2 separate regions of the Mus musculus genome follow, and region 2 is linked to region 1. Evidence: chromatin contacts called from public HiChIP or PLAC-seq data. All regions are on one chromosome and are shown on one strand. The core of a region is the stretch at or near the end of the contact, and the rest is flanking DNA. Distances in the headings are between cores, read along the strand shown.

Evidence for each region. HiChIP or PLAC-seq counts read pairs in DNA pulled down with a chosen protein or histone mark.
Region 2: a contact with region 1 is called in an H3K4me3 HiChIP or PLAC-seq map of craniofacial prominence, with 4 times the contacts expected there. The contact joins two enhancer-like sites. A contact is called at or near these places in 2 of 484 Hi-C or Micro-C datasets (the HPC-7 cell line and embryonic fibroblasts) and 2 of 115 datasets of contacts at active chromatin or transcription factors (craniofacial prominence and stem cell-derived neural progenitor cells).

What each region holds. Positions count from the first base shown.
Region 1 is chr13:15,575,603-15,580,175 of GRCm38.p6, reverse strand. The region is part of intron 3 of Gli3 (GLI-Kruppel family member GLI3); the gene reads right to left. Among named protein-coding and RNA genes, the nearest start is that of Gm6556, 110 kb to the right of the region's middle. Within about 2 kb of position 2,550, at least 15 of the 459 cell types and tissues checked have an H3K27ac peak or open chromatin away from gene starts, as enhancers often do. A contact at or near this core is called in craniofacial prominence, where this site is marked.
Region 2 is chr13:15,757,264-15,761,869 of GRCm38.p6, reverse strand. No RefSeq gene overlaps it. Among named protein-coding and RNA genes, the nearest start is that of 4933412O06Rik, 43 kb to the left of the region's middle. Within about 2 kb of position 2,274, at least 157 of the 459 cell types and tissues checked have an H3K27ac peak or open chromatin away from gene starts, as enhancers often do. A contact at or near this core is called in craniofacial prominence, where this site is marked.

The sequences.
Region 1 (4,573 bases), core at 1,301-3,800:
AACTCAACCAGCAGGAACCTAGAGGCGTGAGTGATGAAGAGGCCATGGAGGGATACTGCTTACTGGCTTGCTCCCCATGGCTTGCTCAGCTTGTTTTTCTCATAGAACCCAGGACCACCAGCCCAGGAATAAAACCACCCACAATAAGCTCTGCCCTCCCCCATCAATAACTAATTAGGAAACTGTGCGGGATCTTACAGAAGCATTTTCTCAATTATGGTTCCCTCCTTTCAGATAACTCTAGTTTGTGTGCCAAATTTATATAAAACTAGCCAATACTTTTGACTGATACTAATATTGAGCAAATACCTACCTATAAGCTGAAAATTTTTCATATTTCCTATCTCTTATCTCATATTGCAGATCTGAGAAGTGAACATAGTTATGCCCAACTTCCAAGCAACAAACACTTCAAAGAAATAAATGAAGCAACTATCTATATCCAGACATCTTGGTAACTCTCTGATTCCCACAATTAAGTTTCTTGTTCACTTGACATTGAAAACAAAGTGTGACATTTGTCACCACTGTTGATGAGTCTCTAAGGTTCTAAGATGGACACAGATTCAAGTAAGCTAGTACTGTTAAGAAAAACAAATGTCAAAGCCAGCGGTATGGAAGTTTCCCTATGGCTGTAAGATGAAGGACACCATTCCAAAGTCATCCTTCTGCTCCTCACAAGTCACTCTTGTGGCCCCTCTCACAATTGAAAAGGGGTTTTCAATACACCATCCCATAGAAACTGCCTAACAACCTTGGAGGTAGGCAGGGCTTCTTTGAACTTCCCTTTTGAACATGGGTCAGCCAAAGAACTGTGACAAAGACACATCAACAAATCAAGATGAGAGGCAAGTTTGGTCTTTGATTCATAGCCCTTCCAACAGGAAATTCCAGGGTGAGAGCCCAGGGCCCTTGAAAATTATGGTTAAGAGCTCTACCACATGGCTCATCACAACCACATCCCTGGCCTTGACCTATTTGTTGTTGTTCAAAATATATTTATAAAATACAATATTAACTATGGACAATAAAATTAAAACATAAACAATTATAACTTAATCTTTAAAAGAATCACACTTCAGAATATATTTAAGAAATTACATGATCCAAAAACTATGGGAAACTACTATAATTTATGTTTCCAATTCCAAACTCACAACTAGAGTGAATATCCAGGAACACTTTCAGATCAATATTATACAATAAATTATGAATTACCAATTGCCTAATAAAGACAATCCAACTGTACATCAAGTAGTAAATGAATATGAAAAACTAGCAATGAAGCATTACTCAAGCTGCAAAAATATTCATGGAGTAATGCAAAGGGATAAAGCAAAGGTTTCATGATTACCATTCTATCCGGATTTGTTTCATCTATGACAAATTCATACAGCTAAATAATGCACTACTCCACTCTCTCTCCCTCCTACCCCTCTCAGTGCCCTTCCTCTTTACAAGTCCTTCTGGGACCCAGTGAGCTCAACCACGGTTTTTCAGCTATGCACTGGAATCTGATGGGCTAACCAGTGGGTATGCAAGTGAAGGCAATGACTACCTCTGCCCCAGAACAGTCAATACTTCAACAGGTGATGTGTGGCCCCTCAGGTATGTAGAATATTTATTTGTTTATCATTTATTAAATACGGGAACTGTCAACCCATGTGTCCATGTGCTTGGACTTCTATGTACAGAAAAAGAACACTCGAGGAAGAAACCTTTCAAATGACAAAGAAACCACACTCAGTGTCTTCTCCAAGTAGCTGACTGACCTAGATGATCTAAAGCTGTGGGCCACCACAGGGCCTGCACTTTCTTTTCTCAAATGCTGAACTCAAATCTCTGAACGCTCCCAAATTACCCTTCCTGCAATCCTGAGTTGGTTCTTTGCATTTAGGACCTGAGGCTGTAATTTCTGACCAAAAACGATGTCACCAGTCTTAAGGCAATGTTAACTTCCTTCTGAACCTCAGCTCAAGGGTTGGATGTGCACTATGGGTAGGAATGTTGAGGGGCACCTATCTACTTTTAAGCAGAGTCCCTTGCCCATTAAAAAATATGAAACTACTAAAACACAATTTAAACATCCCAGCAAGAAAGTCATTACACGCACACGCACACGCTCACGCACACACACACACACACACCCACACACACACACACACACACACACACACACACACACACACACACAGTCTTAAGGATGATGGTTAGGTACAGAGATCTCCTAAATATCTGAAACCTACTAGGCCCCTCCCGAGGAATCCATTTTGACAAAGGTTCTGGCACTGACATCTGAACAAACTGAATAGGAGCAAGTGAAGTCACAACAACATTAAGTGCAATAACTTTCAACCCCCTTTCTGGTTCCCAAAATGAAACTTACTAAAATAAAACTCGACAGCCCAAAGCTCCCCGGGATGTATTCCAGATGAACGGAGTCATATACACTCAAGGATGCAAGGCCTCACTCACAGCACACTCGTCTGTATTCTGAGGCCTCACATGGACAAGGGCAGCTGTTTTCATCTGCATCTGACAATGCGAGCCCTGGGTCTCAAAGCCAAGGATTGCTGATGAATGCAACTTTAAATTTAATTTGGGGGGATGCTAATTGTGGAGTGATGGAAAAATGCTGGCGACATTTTGACTTTAGCAGCCCTGCTGCCCTGATTAAAAAAATATCAGCTTTCCATCTCTAAGACATTTCTTAGGTGGACTCCTTACAAATTGTTGAGGTGTAATTTGTGCACAGTTAGTTCTTTGTTTAATCGAGAAATCTGCCCAACCTCTGATTGGACTGATTTCCCTAAGGCCAGCACTGAAGGTTATTTCCTTATGCCTTCTGGGAACACAACCTCTCTAATACATTTCTGAATTATTCCAGACTGAGCTGAAGCTGAACCTGAGAACAAAGCCCTGGTTCCACAGCAGAACGACTAACTGAAGTCCCAGCAGGGAAGGGTTAGGCAGAGATTTATAAGTACAAACACTGAAGAAATTTGCAAGTAATTGCATGTATTTGCTTTCTATTGTGGGATGCAGTAAAGCAGCATTTATTAAAATATCTCAGGCAGGTACTGTTTATTGCCCTCTCCTTGATGCCTTGTAGAAGGAATAAAGTGTATAGCTCTTTTCATTTCTTTAAATTAAGGGGCCAAAACAACCTTTCAAAAAATATAAAGAGGAAGCTGAAATTGGACACACTCTGAATGAATACTGCTTCTTAGCCTGGACTCAAATAGCAACCATGGCTCTAGATCATCGTTCTGATTTCATCTTGCAAAGCTTAACTTTTTAAACGCTGATAAGTTTCCAGGAATCCATTACTTGGGGATCAACAATTACCAGTTTTTTCAATGAAGTGTCTACTACTATTACTGCACTACAGCTGACAAAGATGAACAAATGACAGGCTCAGAATGTTACAGATTCATAAGCAAAGGATTTAAATAACAAGAAAGGGAGTTATGTTCCCTGGCTCCCATAACTGAATCCTTGGGCCACGGCTGGCTTTGGGTCTTAAACTGTCAGAATGAGATGGTCATTAAAAAAAAAGAAGAAGAAGACAGGTGACGCTCAGTCCCCTCAAAACTCTAGTGTCAGAGTTTGCCCCCTTTCATATTTTAATGCCAATGACAGACTTAAAAGAGTGATACAGAAAAGTAGCCAGATGGGTCTTCAACTTTAGCCTCACCCCCAAAAGCTTTTCAATACAGGCTCCTGATGAAGTCGGGAGTAAAGAAGCTCCCCAAAATGTGTCTTTCTAACAAGTTCTCTAGGGATATAAGTGCTGTTAGCCTCATAGAAATATTTACTATAGTCAAGACAAAAGGGAACAAAAATATTTTTAAATCACAAATGACAACCTGAGGGGAATTCACCTTTTTTTCTTCATACAAAAATGGCATGTTAGGCATCAAATCCTAATCAATGCCCCAGTATGTTTCTGTGCTGAGTTTCCAGGTCTTTCCTACCTCTCATCAGTGGCTTTGCATTGGTTTGTGTTCTCGTTCTCGTTCTCTCTCTCTCTCTCTCTCTCACTCTCTCTCTCTCCCTCTCTGTCTCTCTCTCTCTCTCCTTCTTTTGTGCCCCTGGAAGAGAAGGTCAACTTGCAGAGTGGGAGCTTGCCTGTTTGCTGGTGCAAGGACTATAGACCTCATGTCCCCACGTCCTGCTTCTCTATCCACAGGGTACACACATCTAGGTGACTGTAACGATTACACACAGGGCACTGGGCACTACACTAGAAAAGCCGAACACACACTGTGTAACACATAGTAACAATAGTTACTCTTCTTTTTAAATGATTTTCATTATAATACAATAGATTTAATATTAAAAAAAAAAAAAGCCAGGGTGCTTCTTTGTTTCCTAGAAGCATCCTCATAGCCAAGCAACTAGAATTAGCTTAATTTTAGTAACGGTAATAACCAAATTCCAGAGCTGTTTCGAAAGCCCAGGCAGTGGCATCAAAAGGAAGGTGTCTGAGACGAGCACTACAGCCCGACCTTCGCCCTGGGTTCAGCTCATCCTTCTTTTACATCAACTCTTGGATTACTAAACTAGAAAC
Region 2 (4,606 bases), core at 1,025-3,524, 180 kb before region 1:
AGAGGAGAAGAGAAGACTCAGGTTAGCATGTCATCGCTGCCCCCCCACCCCCCCCCCCGAATGCCAGTCCTATGTAAATGTTAACCTCAGGACACAGAATTGAAAAGAACAATTATACACACGTTTCATGAGCAAACACTTAAATGAACTTAAAACAAACACAGTAAACTGACTGAAGTCCAAGAAAATACAAATAGCTGCTTGGAATCAGCTACTCTTCTGCTGCTGCGACTGGATACCACAACTAAGACTGCTCACGAAAAGCGACTTATCTGGGCCCACAGTTCCAAAGGGTAAAAGGCTATTACCAGGAGGGACAGCATGGCAGCCAATGGTGGCGGGGACAGGAAACTCAGCACTCAAATCCTGAACCACATGTAGAAATCTGAAAACATAAATTTGAAGTATGCATGGCGTTTTAATCTCAAAGCCTGCCCCCCAGTGACATAATTCTTGCAGCTAGGCTGTCCCACCTAAACCTTCCTAAACGGAGCCACTATCTGAGGACCAAGTTTTGAAATACCCATGACTGTGGGAATTTTTTATTCAAGTGATGATATACAGAAGACAGACATAGAGATGGATGTAGCTTTAATGGCGGGTTAATCCCCCCACCCCCAAAACCATAGACTAACCTCCCACCCCTCTCTTCCGCCACCCCCCACCCCCACAGAAAAAAGAAAACAAACACAGTGCCATGCAAGTGATATCTTACTTTGAGTTTTTGGTGGATGGGATTCGAAAGACCCCACAACAACATAGACTTTTACCATTGCTTTTGCTCGCTTGAATAATTGATGTTAATTCCCTATTGCTGAAGACACCACATACTTTGGGCATGGAACTGACAGAAATGAAACTGATACTGACCAGAAAGCATTTTCCTCAGAGCTCTCACACTGTCAGAAATGCTATGAAGGTTCTAGACAGTCCTACCCAACTCTAAATCCCGTGAACCTGCTTGTTTGTTTGTTTTGTTCTTGTTCAGGAAGGAGCTCCAATCATAGTGATCAGATGTAAACACATGAACAAAAGGCCAGTACTAATTGGACTCAGTAAGTCACACACACACACACACACACACACACACACACACACACACACAATTATATACGAAGAGATGCCGCTGAGTGATGGTGGCGCATGCCTTTAATCCCAGCACTCGGGAGGCAGAGGCAGGTGAATTTCTGAGTTCAAGGCCAGCCTGGTCTACAGCGTGAGTTCCAGGACAGCCAGGGCCATACAGAGAAACCCTGTCTCAAAGAGAGAGAGAGAGATGGGGAGAGAGAGAGAGAGAGATGGGGAGAGAGAGAGAGAGAGAGAGAGAGAGAGAGAGAGAGAGAGAGAGAGAGAGAGAGACCAATAAGTTGAATCAAGGCTCTCAGAGACTAATCCTGACTCTGAGATTCCCACTCACATGCGCGTGATTCCCAGAGCACCTGAAGTCAAAGAGATGTTCTCCTGGTGCCCGGTTCCTTCCCTCCCTAATGGGCTCTCCTCCTGACACCCTGGCTGGAAGCTTCTTCCCCCAGACTTTGTCATTTTCCAGGCTTTTGTTGTCCTCTCTCACACAGTATTCTGGATCCAAGGCCCCCGTAGAGAAGGACCCCTTTCTTGCTGTCCTGTTTTCCTCTGGGTAGTAGACACTGGGCCAGCTCTGTCCCTGACCAATCATGTGGCACTAGCCAGCTGACTCCACCTCTCTCCTCTTCTGCTTTTCAGATCTGTTTCCCCCTTCTTCTCCCCACCACCCCCACCCCAACCCCCACCCAACCCCACCCCCAGGACTTGTGGTCACCCATATCTGCCCTCACTCTACATGCTTAGTAGCTCTGGCTGTCCTGATCTCCTCTACATTCGTGTTTGAAAGGTTGCCTGGTCACAGATAAGGCAAACAGTTTGAATAAAGGGAACATGTAAAAGGAGCACCTTGCTAGGCCATGCGAGCAGAAGTGGGCACGAGACAAAGAAGCCTCATTCAATCTTCACTGTCCTTGCGCGGTGATTTGGGCCCACTGTGAAATTAAGGAAACTGGTTTGCCAAAGGCGGAACTGTTATCCACTTAGGCACAAGGCTCCCTGGGGCAGGCCTCATGCTCTATCTCCCAAAGGGCCTGAGGGAAGTCATTTTGCTTGTTCAGAAAGAGTAAGGAAGGGGGAGAGAAGAGGAAAAACAGCTCCAAGAATGCTGAATTGGCTCTCTGCGGGATGCTGCCGGCTGCTGCTTCACAGTAGAGATGCCAAACCGAGCCTAGACCCACCCTGTCAGCAACAGCGCTCTTGTCACAGCAGATCCGCCAATACAGCCTGCGCCACCGAGGAATCCTTGTTTATTTGTATTTCGTGCTAAGAAGAGACTGGCCCAGATCCAGGAAAGCCACTCCACGAAGCGGCGCCCCTCTCCAGCAGCTTCCGATTGATTCTAAACACTACATGCCTGGAATAGTCAAACCAAGACGCTTTTTATCTGCTCACGTAGGTTCTCGCTAACACCCGAGAGGAACGATGCTCTCCTGGGGATTTTGGCAAAGTAAAGCGCGGGCCTGCGGGCAGCCATTCCGCATGTCGCCGCGCGGTGGCGGAAGCAGCACAGCAAAGGGGTTCAGCGAGGAAGCCAATAACTAAACCGTGATTCTGCGCCCCAGGACCTGGGTCGTCCCCTGTGTGCAAAGGGTCGCCCAGAAGGAAGAAGGGGAAGGAAAAAGGACAGCGGCGTCCCATGAGAATGGAGAGTGATGGTAGTGTGTTCCAAAGATGCGTTTTGTTTTGTTTTCTCTGGCTAACACCGGAAATAGAAGCAGCAGAAAAGGGACTGGAAGGATTCTCCCTCTGGCACCGTGCAACAGCAGCTGTTCTTTGATTGAAATGCTCTGTTACCGTTGTGTATGAGGCTTAATCGCCCAAGGAAGCTGCAGCTTCTCCCATTCACTTTCTTCCATATTCTCCCAAAAGTATACGTCCCAGTTAGCTACTCTGTAAAATTCAGTTCTGGTGTCCCCAATCCAAGATTTCTTTGTCGGTGTGGGCTGTGTGTCCAAGCCACAGTCTTGCCCATACATCAGCTTTGCCTCTATGCACCACGCCTTCCTACCCCCACCTACAGAGTGCCTTTTCTAGTCAGCTGGTTCCCTTTGGCATCCTCTTTATTTCATCTTTGGAAGGGTTGCCTATCCATATTGAATTCGTTGAACCCTGTATTTGGAAGCACAGCAACAATGTTCAGCCTTGTCCTGATGCCCACTGGCATCCTATATAATTCATTCTGTCCTGATTATCTTGTTAGGTAGATGAGACAATTGGGGCTCCACAGCTAAAGTAAGTGGTAAGTAGAAAGGAGCCCCCCTCTCCATGTCCAGGTAACTCAGGCACTTGCCTTTGCCCTCAGAGAGGGGCAGCTTTGTCATCAGGTTCCTCTGACCAGTTATGGCTAGGACTTCATTTCCTAAGCAGGATGAAGCTATGTTCTGGCATATTCTGAGAGGTTCTGGACAATGGATCTATATCCCCAACACCGCATCCCGACTATCACAATCATACTCCATCCTCTCTCTCTCTCTCTCTCTCTCTCTCTCTCCCCCTCTCCCTCTCCCTCTCCCTCTCCCTCTCTCTCCCTCTCTCTCCGTCTCTCTCCCTCTCTCCCTCTCTCTCTCTCCCTCTCGTGTTCTGCTACATGCCACCTGTCTAAGTGTTCTGGAAGGCCAGAGAAGGCCATGATATCCTCTGGAGCTGGAGTTACAGTTGGTTGTAAGGTTGCCCAGTGTGGATTCTGTGAATCAAACTAATGTCCCGTGCAAGAATAGCAAGTGCTCTTATCTGCTGACCCATCTCTGTAGCCCCCTTTCACTCACTTGTTAAGTGTTGTTAGTAAGATATTATTCTGTGAAATTAAAGATTAGACACAAAGCAGATAAGGCGCTGCATGTGCAGTAGAGTTTGTTTAGGAGGTGCTGTCTATCATTCTTCCCCGACGTGTGTTACCAGGTATTCAGGATTACTCATTCTGTAACTGGAGAGAGATGCAGCCAAACTCCAGCAGTTCTGTGGAGTTACTAAATAAACAGTACAATTCAAAACCATGTGGCTGAGGACATTAACTACACAGGGATAATTGAAGGTTAAAACCTAAGAAACCTTAAAGTGGCTCATTCTTTGACAACATCCCAATGAAGGCGTGTCCCATGACCCTGGCCCTGGTATATTCCTGTCTCCACAGACCTGGATGGAAGAAGTTGGTCTCCAAGGAACTTTCTCTAGTTGTCCAAGAATGTGGGACCTCATGGTTGGTTTCAGTATGTGTGTTCATGTCTCTTTGCACAGCCCACGATTGGGCTGGCTCTGCCAGAGCCTCATTTTCATGATTTGGTGCCACACCCTGGACTTATATGTTAATAACACTTAAGCCTAACCAAGACTCTCCCCAGCAGTTGTAGAGCAGGGCTAAGAACCATGTTTTTCAGATAATCCTGAATGGAGAGCTTAGGTAACTATGACCCATCAGTTCACCAGTCCAGAGTGTCTGAAATGGACCATGAGGTGAGGGCTGACAGATGGAGTATGGACCAGGTTGAGAAAACCATTAATAGATCACATTAAAGAGTAGTTGTGG